Regions from separate parts of the Gossypium arboreum genome. Here region 1 is linked to region 2. A link is a contact called in public Hi-C data. All regions are on one chromosome and are shown on one strand. Each heading gives the region's core, a stretch centred on a gene start, on an enhancer-like site or on the middle of the called end of the contact. The rest is flanking DNA. Distances are from core to core; before and after follow the strand shown. Region 1 holds the start of LOC128293237 (a long non-coding RNA gene). Region 2 holds the start of LOC108453493 (fructose-bisphosphate aldolase 3, chloroplastic).

Region 1 (5,120 bases), core at 807-3,306, 180 kb after region 2:
GATTTATCTATTTTTTCTTGTTGTTACACTAACTAACAATTATTTTATAATAGTTATTAACATAAAAACTTTCAAATATATTAAAAAATTTAAAACATAACATTCACAATAAACATGCCATTAATCTAGACACAAAACTTACTAACAAATCACAATAAATAAAATAACCTTAAAACAAAACATAAAAGTAACACTAAACAAACTATATAATACTAACAAAGTAATTTTTCTTATCATAATCTATTCTATTTGAAAATAACAATAAAAATAATAATACATTTTCTTTCTTCTCTTTTCTTTTTTTCTTCTCTTCTCCCTCTCTTGTTCTGCTATTTTTTTTTTAAACTGATACTTTAAAATTGAGTTGGATGGGGGAGTGTGGGAGGAATATGCTAGGTGTGCCGCCTATCAAATAGGCACCATCAATGACGCCTATCAAATAGGCATCACCAGTGCCACCTATCAGATAGGGGTTACTGGTGTCGCCTATCAGATAGGCACCATACTCTCATACCCCTTATATATTTTTATACCGCGTATATACCTGAATGGACTAAGTGTGCCGCCTATAACTTTGACACCACTACTAAAATATTATTATTTTTAACTAAATTCTGTTAGAATCTAGGGTGGTGCTGCCTATGCACCACCCTCTACCCCTTTGAATGTATAATTTTGGTACATAATTTTTGGAACATTCCATTTCAATATTTTTTAAAAAATATTATATAGGTAAAAAAACCATCATCTAACTGAATTCTTAGTCAATTACGTCACAGAAAAGAAAATATACAAATGGAAGGCAATCTAGAAAACAACTACTCACCAGGTTTGATAAGTTTTAAGTATGACATCAATACCGTTAACTTTTTTTATTACTCTTGTGAATTTAATTAATTTTAAATTTTTAATTTTAAAATTTCATTCCTCAACAAATTATGATTGTTAAATTCATTAAGTTTTGTTACTTCTAAAATCTGATGGGTCAAACATATTATCATATGTGTCATATCATGTTAGTTTATTATCTTCACATATTACTCACTAAAAAAATTAATGGACTAACAATTGTCATTTACGTTAAAATTGAAATTTTAAAATTCACTAAGTACAGGGACTTAAAATGGTCCAATTGTAGAATATGGATAAAATCTACAACTAGTAATTTTAGTTTAACCAAACAAAATTAATTGCTACTATTTAGGGTAGGATTAAAATTTTAAAAATTGAAGAGTACAAGAACTAAAATTAACCAATTAAAAATAAAAAACTAAAATTGATCAAATTTATAATTTTACAAAGTACATCAAGACCATACCACCCGAAATATGGGCCTTAACACCATACAGGTTTAATTTATTTAAGTGTTATATGCAGACCTAAAATGGGCTTTGAGAAGAAAGGCTATTGAAATCCAAAATTCCAAAGCAGGGCTGAGGAGAATCCCTGACTGATTGACAGAAAGGGTCTGAAAATGAATCCTTCACTGCAAAGGGTTTCAGAATTTTTGTTTTTGAAAAAAGAAGACAGCAGCAGTCAAGTCAAGCATCTTTGCTTAGTGATTCCCTTAATGAAAAGGACAAGTCTCACTGCCGTGCATTTCCTTTCTTAGAAATCACCAAGCTTTTATAGGCCAAAACTCATGCCCCTTTTTCTTTTTCCTTCATCTTTTTTATCAGCCAATGATTATGATGGAAAACCAGAAAGGGGGATTGCTATTACTATGTCTTTCAGGCAATTTGGCCTAAACTCAACCAAATGCAAAACCTGAAATTTGCTCCAATTTGATTCTTAACACATTTTCAATCAAAAGATAGATAGAATAAAGAGACGCTGATATTTATAATCTTTTTATCTTTAGTTTCAGCTCATTAGAAAGCAAATTACATGATAGGTGTAAGGAATGCATTCCCAGCAGCATTTTTATCTTTCAAAACTATCCAAACCCCAAAACCAAACCCATAATTTGAGTACAAACCTTATACAAAAGCTAGCTACCTCGTATGCATCTCTTACATCCCACGTTCAAATAAGGGAAAATAAGAAAAAGAAACGTACATAACTCGAGATTAAACAAAGCAGAAACAAAAAATAAAGGTTATGTTCTAAGATTAGAGTCAAGTAAAATCGGACCGCTACCCTCAATTCCCCGCAATGCAACGATGGTGCTAGCCAGCACAATTGCAAAGCCTTGTTTGTTTCTTTTGCCATTCTCTGTCACCCGTATTTAAAAACCAAGCAGTCATGCCACCGGCACCAGCTCCTACCGCCATTTCCCTTATGTTCCCAGCAGATATCAGCAACTCCTTGAGTGCTTCCGGCAGTCATCTTTTAGAATCAATTGCTATGGAAAGAAAAATATATGTAGCGAAAGTTTGTGCTGAAAAAGCAAATATGGCAAAGTAGCTTAGTAAGGAAAAGAGTGTGTGGATATATGCATAGGGGGACAAGGTGGGTCGTATATAAAGGCGAGATCAAAGCTTTTAGCTTTTAGCTTTTTTTTTTTTTTTTTGGTTTTTCTTTGCCTTGAATGTTCTGTGGTAGATTAGTTACCTTAACATCATTATGAGGGTCACGGTAAAATTTTACGCTTTATACTTAATAGTTAAGAGGAGAAAAACGTGTGACATCATATTTAACAAAAAGGAAAGAAAATTTTAAATAATTATGACTGTTATAATAAAATATATTATATTTTTAAGGGAGGATTTTGATTTGAATATTAAAAATATTGTTTGAAGAGACCACATAAACTCTTAAAAGATCTATCTTTGTGGATTGTAAAATAAATTTGGAAGATACTTTAATTTCATAATTTTTTAAAATTGCTTTGTAATTTTACGGGAATTGTAGTGTTGTATGGAGTGGGTGGTTATTTAAAAAATTAGTAGTTTTTTAGGAGGAAGTTTTCTTAAATAAATGTTTGAGATTAAAAAATAAAATATTATATAAAACATTCAAAAGAATACACACGTCTAATAATATATTTAGTTATTTTAAATTTTAAAATTTTTAATTTTTGTTAGATTGAATTAATGTCATTTGGCTTGTGATTTCAAATTTAATTAAGAGTTTTATAATAGTATAGATAAATATAGATAAAAATAATTAAATAACAAAATATGATATTATTAAAAGATAATTAATTAATATATTGTGCAGTTTTTAGACTTAATAAATAGATTAATAATGTAATAAGTGTCACATTTGTTTATATATATATATATATATATATATATATTATTACACCTTAAAATTAAGATTTTACATTTATTAATATACTAATATATCTATACACCAACAATATCAGTTATTTACTATTAGTATTTCTTTTAGAAACAATGCACATAATTTAACTTTTTAACAATGAGCAATATACAGTGAATTATCAATGTATAAATTCATATAATAAATATAATTATTTAATAAAAATGAAAAGGTATAATAATTTGGTTAAAGAGAATGTTGAAATAGTCCTTCCAAGCTAGGGTTAAGGGCATGTTTGTGGGGAATGCAAATAACTCCACTATCTCGAATTCCAAGGCTCTCGGAGTTTTCATATTATTCTCTCATGGACGAGAGAGAAAGTGAGCAGTGATGGGGTTTGTTTGTCTGTGTATGTGAAGTTGGCATTGTTGGCTGCTATTTTATTGAATCGATATTTATATTATAAGTCACACTCAGCTCAAGATTTAAGTCCTAATGGCAAACTTTTTAGTTTTATTACCCTATTATTGAGATTGAGAGTTGGGTATTTGTAGTCTCCACGGCCAGTCATCGCCTGGATTGCTGTGCAGATGTGTATTGGAATCCCACGACCCACCATTGGGTAAAAACACCAACACCAACAACAACTTCGAATATATTTATAATTTGTTTAAAAGCTTGTTTGGATAATGAAATAAAATATAATCGGATGTATCAATCGAGGTTATTAAATTAAAAAGGTATACTATATAATTAATCATTAAATTATAGATAAATTTTCATTTTGGTCGCTTAATTAAAAAAGTTACAATTTAATTATTGAATAATTCGAAACTTTTCATTTAAATCACTTAACTGTTTAAAAGTTTTTATTTAAGCCACTAGGTTATTATTTTTTTTTCAAAATGTTTCATCAACAAGCTCCAAGTGATGATTCGATAATCGATTTGGTAAATTAGTACCCATCGACAAGTAGAAGAACATACCTTAGATCCAAGTCGATTTGACGGGCAATGTCAGAGATCAGAGAAAAAAGTTGTTTGGATTTTGATTTACAGATTTGTGACGTCTAGAACTGTTTCATGAAAAAAAAACTAAATTGTAAAAGAGAAGGGGAAATAGAGCTTTCAATTGATGGATGCAATGCAAATAGAAAAAAACCATATAGCATCGATTTTAACAACTTAATGATTTAAATGAAAACTTTTGAATAATTTAGTGACCAAATTATAACTTTTTTTAGTTAAGTGGCCAAAACGAAAATTTACCCATAGTTTAAAGACTAATGGTCTAGTTTACGTAATTAAAAAGTAGTGGTTTGTATGGTACGAAACAAATATATATAATTAGTTTTTTTTTTATCTCGTGTGATGCACGAGGTTAAGTTGTATATATCAAATTTTAATATTTTATATTTATTTGATAAAAAATTGTTACAAAAATCGTAACATTTCAATAATACTATGTTTGAGAAATTAAAAACAAAATAATATAAATGTTTAATTTTTTTGAAGGAAAACTGGGCTCGTGAATTCTTAAACCAAACAAAAGGTAAAAAACCAACACCACCAAAAGTCCAAAAAGAAACGGTCCAAAGAAATCGCCTAAAGAACCTAACAAACAACCCAGATAAAACCTAACAAACAACCCAAAAATAAGCCTAATACGGAACAACTCAAAAACGACAGGAAATAAAACAGGAACAAATGAACGCTAAGCTGTTCTTCATAATCTGCTAGTTGGCAGCAAAAAAGGCACCTGAAACACCACTAAACAAAAGAAATCCAGTAGCAACTAAAAAGAAAACAATCACCAAAAAACCTTAAAAAGAACCAAATCCAAGTAGACCTCCTGACAGACATAGAAATAATGCATTTGTTCAATACCCTTTAGCTTACCCCCAATCTTCTCAT
Region 2 (4,986 bases), core at 514-3,013:
GAATTCCAAAAACTTCAAAGTTGAGTAGGGAAATAACAAGCCTTGCAATTGGTTTAGCAAGTTATAAGAAACTGATAAAATGTGATACAATACCTGAGAAATGGCAGCATAACGTGCAAGTCCCCATGCAGCTTCCTTAACAGCCAGAGAAGAAGGACCACAAGGAATGCTAACTACCGTTCTCCTGAGTAATTTAACAGTATAACATTTCGTGAATGAGAAATGTAATATACATGTATGTATGTATGTGTGTATATATATATATAAAGGTGTTATAAACCAATCAGAACTTCAACTTAAACTTCATAAGGCACAAGTTAACTACATAAAATTGACTTACCACTTGGCAAATCGAGCACCTTGTTTGTAGTACTCGGCAGATCTTGATGACAATCCATCCAAGCCTTGGCACCAAGATTCATTGTTTGATCCAGGTAGAGGAACCAAACCCTAAAACACGTGAATATAAAAGATTGAGTTAATGAGTACCATCAAAAGAAATTCACACGCATATAAATGTAGAAATTCAGTAGTGTCACCTTATCTACTTTGATGCCAGGTACGATTTTCTGGTCGTGCAAGACATCAACAAACTTCTTCCCATCTGTAGTTGACTGGTAAAGTGTTTCCTCGAAAAGAATGGCACCGGAAATATATTCTCCGAGGCCAGGAGTTGTGAGCAGAAGCTGTCTGTAAGCCTGGCGGTTGGGTTCAGTATTGTCTAAGCCAATAGAAGATAATCTCTTCCCACATGTTGCATTCGATTCATCAATTGCCAGTATTCCACGACCAGGTGAAGCAATAGTTTTCTACACCATAGAAAGAAACAAATAAAAAACAATTTATCACAGTTTCCTTTCATCAGGCAACTTCGCCAACCCAAAAATTCTCTCATATAATTCTCCATTCATCGATTCAAATTATGATTGCAAATCGGTCACAGTTTCAAACGTAATAAATATTGTTGCGATTAATTGCAGTAAATAACGAAAGTAATATTGTGCTGCAGCCGGCTATTTAAAATTTTAAATCTCCATGTCTCCATCAAGCATCAATGAAAAAGAACAGCTATAATGTCCCTAGTTAAAGGAGTCATAAATCAAACTTCGTATTTAGAAAGGAATTCCATCAATATCTTAAAGCTTCCTGTAGTCATGGAAAGACACAGAAAACCAGAATTTTTATATATGAAAACAAATACTAATATATAAAATAACGAAATCATATTTTTATAATTATTTCATTGCAGATGCAACTGATTTACAAGTAAAACTGAATCACTAATTGGATTTCATGACTAATGATAGATCTTTAGCCAACAAAAAAAAATTCTAATAAAAAATCATATGAAATAATCTAGTCAAAACATAAAAGAGAACAAAGAAAACACTAACGGCGGTTTTGATGAGTTCGTCGGTGTAAGCGCCAGCACGGATCGGGAGTGAGACTCTGCGAGTGGCGAGCCGAGCGGATGATCCGGAGCGTTGAGGGAGAGACTGCTGGCCACCGATCCAAGAGGATGACGGCGCGTTGAGTTTAGCGAAGCTAACACAAGCCATGGCGGGGCAATGAAGAAGACAAATCGGGAAAGAGGACGGGAGGGGAGTTCGATTATTACAAAGAAAAGGGCAGGTGGGTTAGGTGGGGAGAGGCTTAGGGTCACGTTTAGGTTGTTGTTTTTATATATACTGTTTTTGCCTAGGAAAATCCGGAAGTGGGGAGTTGAATGTTTACGATGAGACAGAAACACGCGGCGTTACCAAACAGTTCTTTATAATCCCACATTTACTACATTGCCCACTTTGATTTTACCCTTTCAGTCTTTGTCCTTTATCTTTCATTTTGGACCTTTTACCCTCAAATTTAACATTTCACTTTAATATTTTGCAAAATACTTCTACAGCTTTTATTATCTTGTATAAACTGTAAAAATAGTTACTTACTAAGTTTATGTTTTGGTTATTTAATTTTAATTTATTATAATTTAACTATTAATATTATTATTTTGTAACATTTTAATCACTATATCGTTATCAACCATTAAAGGTTAACGAAAATCACACTTGGTACATTTTTATTGTTAAATGTTGACGGGTTATCCACATCAATGCCACATAATTAAATACATCTTACATCTTTTTTTAACCTTTTGATTACTTTATTCCCTTTTCCAACTTGGACTTTTTTTTTCTACTTTATCCAAAATGAAACCTAGAGATCCAATCTTAACTCCATCTTAACCACCATTCGAGACTATACTCTTAATCTTGATAAATATACTCCATAACCTAACCTAAACCGAGAACCAATAACCATACGCATTCCTACGATCAACTAAATCAAACCCACCAACAAACATCATCGCCTCCATTGTTGACCAACATCATTTGAGACATCCCATACCATCTCTTTACCTATTAAAACCCTAAATTAAGAGGATTAACTCTCATCTAGTTAACCATAAGAGAAGAAGTGGAAAAAATGGAATTCGCCAAGCAAGTTCGATTCTTTGCTTTAATTTTTTTCTCTTATTTATAATTTATTTTTAAATACCTATTTATAATTTCTTGATCCTATGAAAAAATCCCACACAAAATCCCGATTTCAACCAATAATCTTAGGTATTATATTTCAAGTTTACACATAAATAGTTACTCGTACAACAATATAAGCTTTCAAGAATAATTAAATAATTCAACCCCTATTATGTGTAACAAATCAATTTTTAGTGGTGTCAGAAACAACGATTTTGAAACCTCATTCTCACAAATCGAGTTCGTAAATATTAATATTTAATATTTACGAGGCTAGTATGGAAATATATTAAAGTTTGGTTTAGTACATTTGTTGAATTGATAGTTAATTAAGGTAGAAGGACTAAATTGTAAAAGTTTATCGCTATAAATTTTTAAATAGCCAAAGCACTAGATATGTAATTAGACCATTTCTAAATGGCCAAACGGTGGTGGATGATGTTAGAGTCCACTCACTTGGGTTAATTATGCTTAAGGCTTAAATTGATTAAGGTTAAGTAAATAAACTAGGTTAATTAATTTTAATCAAAGTAAGAAAGACAACTTAGTGATTGTCATCTTTATTTTTCTTCTTCTTCCTCTCGAATGTACACCAAAGAAAACCTAGAGAAAGTCATTTACAAACCTCTAGTATTTGACCCTTATTTAGGTATGATTTTTAAGTCACTTTCTTGCAATTTTATGTTTTTGAGGTTATAAGAGTTGATTTAGCTAGCCTATGTACCAATTTGTAAAAACTTTAAAGTTTCTGAAAGTTTCCATTGATTATTTCTTAAATAAACTGATGTTAAATTGATAGATTTTAAGCTTAGGTGTGAAAAAAGGACTAGATTGTAAAGTTTATTTACTAGTTTGTCAAAAAGAACTAATAAATTGAATTTTTTATGTGAAATTTTTGTAATTATAGATATTAAAGGGCCCTAAAAGGATGTAATTGAAATAGGGTTCGAAACCAAAGTTCAAAATTGAAAACTGTGGCAATTTTGGTATTATGGACTAAATTGACTAAAATGCAAAAAATTAGAGACATTCGAAAAATGAAATTTAACTAGTTCATGAATATTAGGAGATGACTAGTTCATGAATATTAGGAGATGTTATAAAATGATTGATATCGATAAATTGAATAGAATAATTGTATAGATTGATAAATGAACCAAATCGAAGATAATCGGGGAAAAGCAAAAATTGTTGATTAATCCTTAAAAACTCCTTTATTTGTTGTTTTACCTGGTAAGTTCATACGGAACTTACTATTTTATTTGATGCTAGGTTGAATTATGTTTATTTTGCTTATCAGTTTATATAAATGTTAAATTGGTGATTTTGGCATCATATGGACTGAATTGTAAAAGTATGAAATTGTGGTTATTATGAATTGGTACGAAGTACCTATATGAATATTGAATGTTTACAGGATTTGTATAAAATATGTACACTGATTCAAGGATTGAAATGATATGATTACGATAGTGATGCTCATGTGAACTTAGTAAAAGATTAGGATACATATGGTCTGCTATTAGGGTCAAATAGGAATTGATCAGGGATTTACATGATTATATGAGATCCAACATTTGTTGCGGATTCTCGGTTTATATGTATCTTTGGTTTAGGCTAGACTTGAAACCTTAATATGATGTTAGCTTATGTGAGAAAATTCATAAATGTCAGCTTGTGTGAGCAACCTTGATCATTGTCGGCTTGTATGGAAATATAGCCTTGTGTATCTGAGTTCGATTTACTAATGTTCCCTTAGGTGAAAATGTAACCTAATGGAAATGGAATTATTGAAATGGATTGAATATGAATTGGATTACATATGTTTTCAAATTGATTATAAAATGGTTGTTGCATGTTACTCAATTGAATTGTTGTATAAGATTTGTGTTATAAGTTCTTGATAGATAAATTGACTACCCATTGGTTTTATATGATGATTTGCATATGATACTACAAAGTATGCTAAAGGATGCCAATGTGTTTAAAATGTTTAGATTGTTGAAATGTTAAGGTAAGTTAAGTAAATTTGATATGGACTTACTAAGCATTCAAAATACTTACTCTGTTGCTTCTCTTTCCTTATAGATTGCCAACTTGCGGAACGTGTCAAGTGAATCATCCAGAAGCTCTCACCATCATATTTTTAAATTTTTAACCTCTTGATCGTTTAATGTTCAGAATTGTGGCATTTATATAGGTGTTATGTATTTGTTAACCATGAATGTTGATATAGCTTGAAACTTAGTTTATGCATGATTTTGGCAATACAAATGTTTTGGAAAATTTGGTTGAGGTGTGCTTGGCATTTAAAAGCATGATTGAACATAGATTAACATAGATGAAAAGTTGATTCCTGAGTGTCAAGCTTGTTAGATGAATAGTTTATGCTTGAACAAATTGAAATGGTATGTTATGTGCTAAATTGAAGTTATATTGAGTTGGTTGAATG

Evidence for each region. A called contact is a pair of places that touch in the nucleus more often than the background predicts.
Region 1: a Hi-C map of leaf shows a contact between it and region 2, with 5 times the contacts expected there. The contact joins the enhancer-like site here to the promoter of LOC108453493 in region 2. A contact is called at or near these places in 3 of 5 Hi-C or Micro-C datasets (all in leaf).

The regions. Positions count from the first base shown.
Region 1 is chr5:65,766,930-65,772,049 of ASM2569848v2, forward strand. LOC128293237 (a long non-coding RNA gene) reads left to right here and starts at 4,888. Exons shown (of 4, transcript XR_008283381.1): 1 at 4,888-5,120. Within about 2 kb of position 2,057, at least 2 of the 2 cell types and tissues checked have an H3K27ac peak or open chromatin away from gene starts, as enhancers often do. A contact at or near this core is called in leaf, where this site is marked.
Region 2 is chr5:65,590,573-65,595,558 of ASM2569848v2, forward strand. It overlaps LOC108453493 (fructose-bisphosphate aldolase 3, chloroplastic), which reads right to left and starts at 1,764. Exons shown (of 6, transcript XM_017751619.2): 1 at 1,395-1,764; 2 at 540-809; 3 at 341-450; 4 at 94-184. The coding sequence starts at 1,559.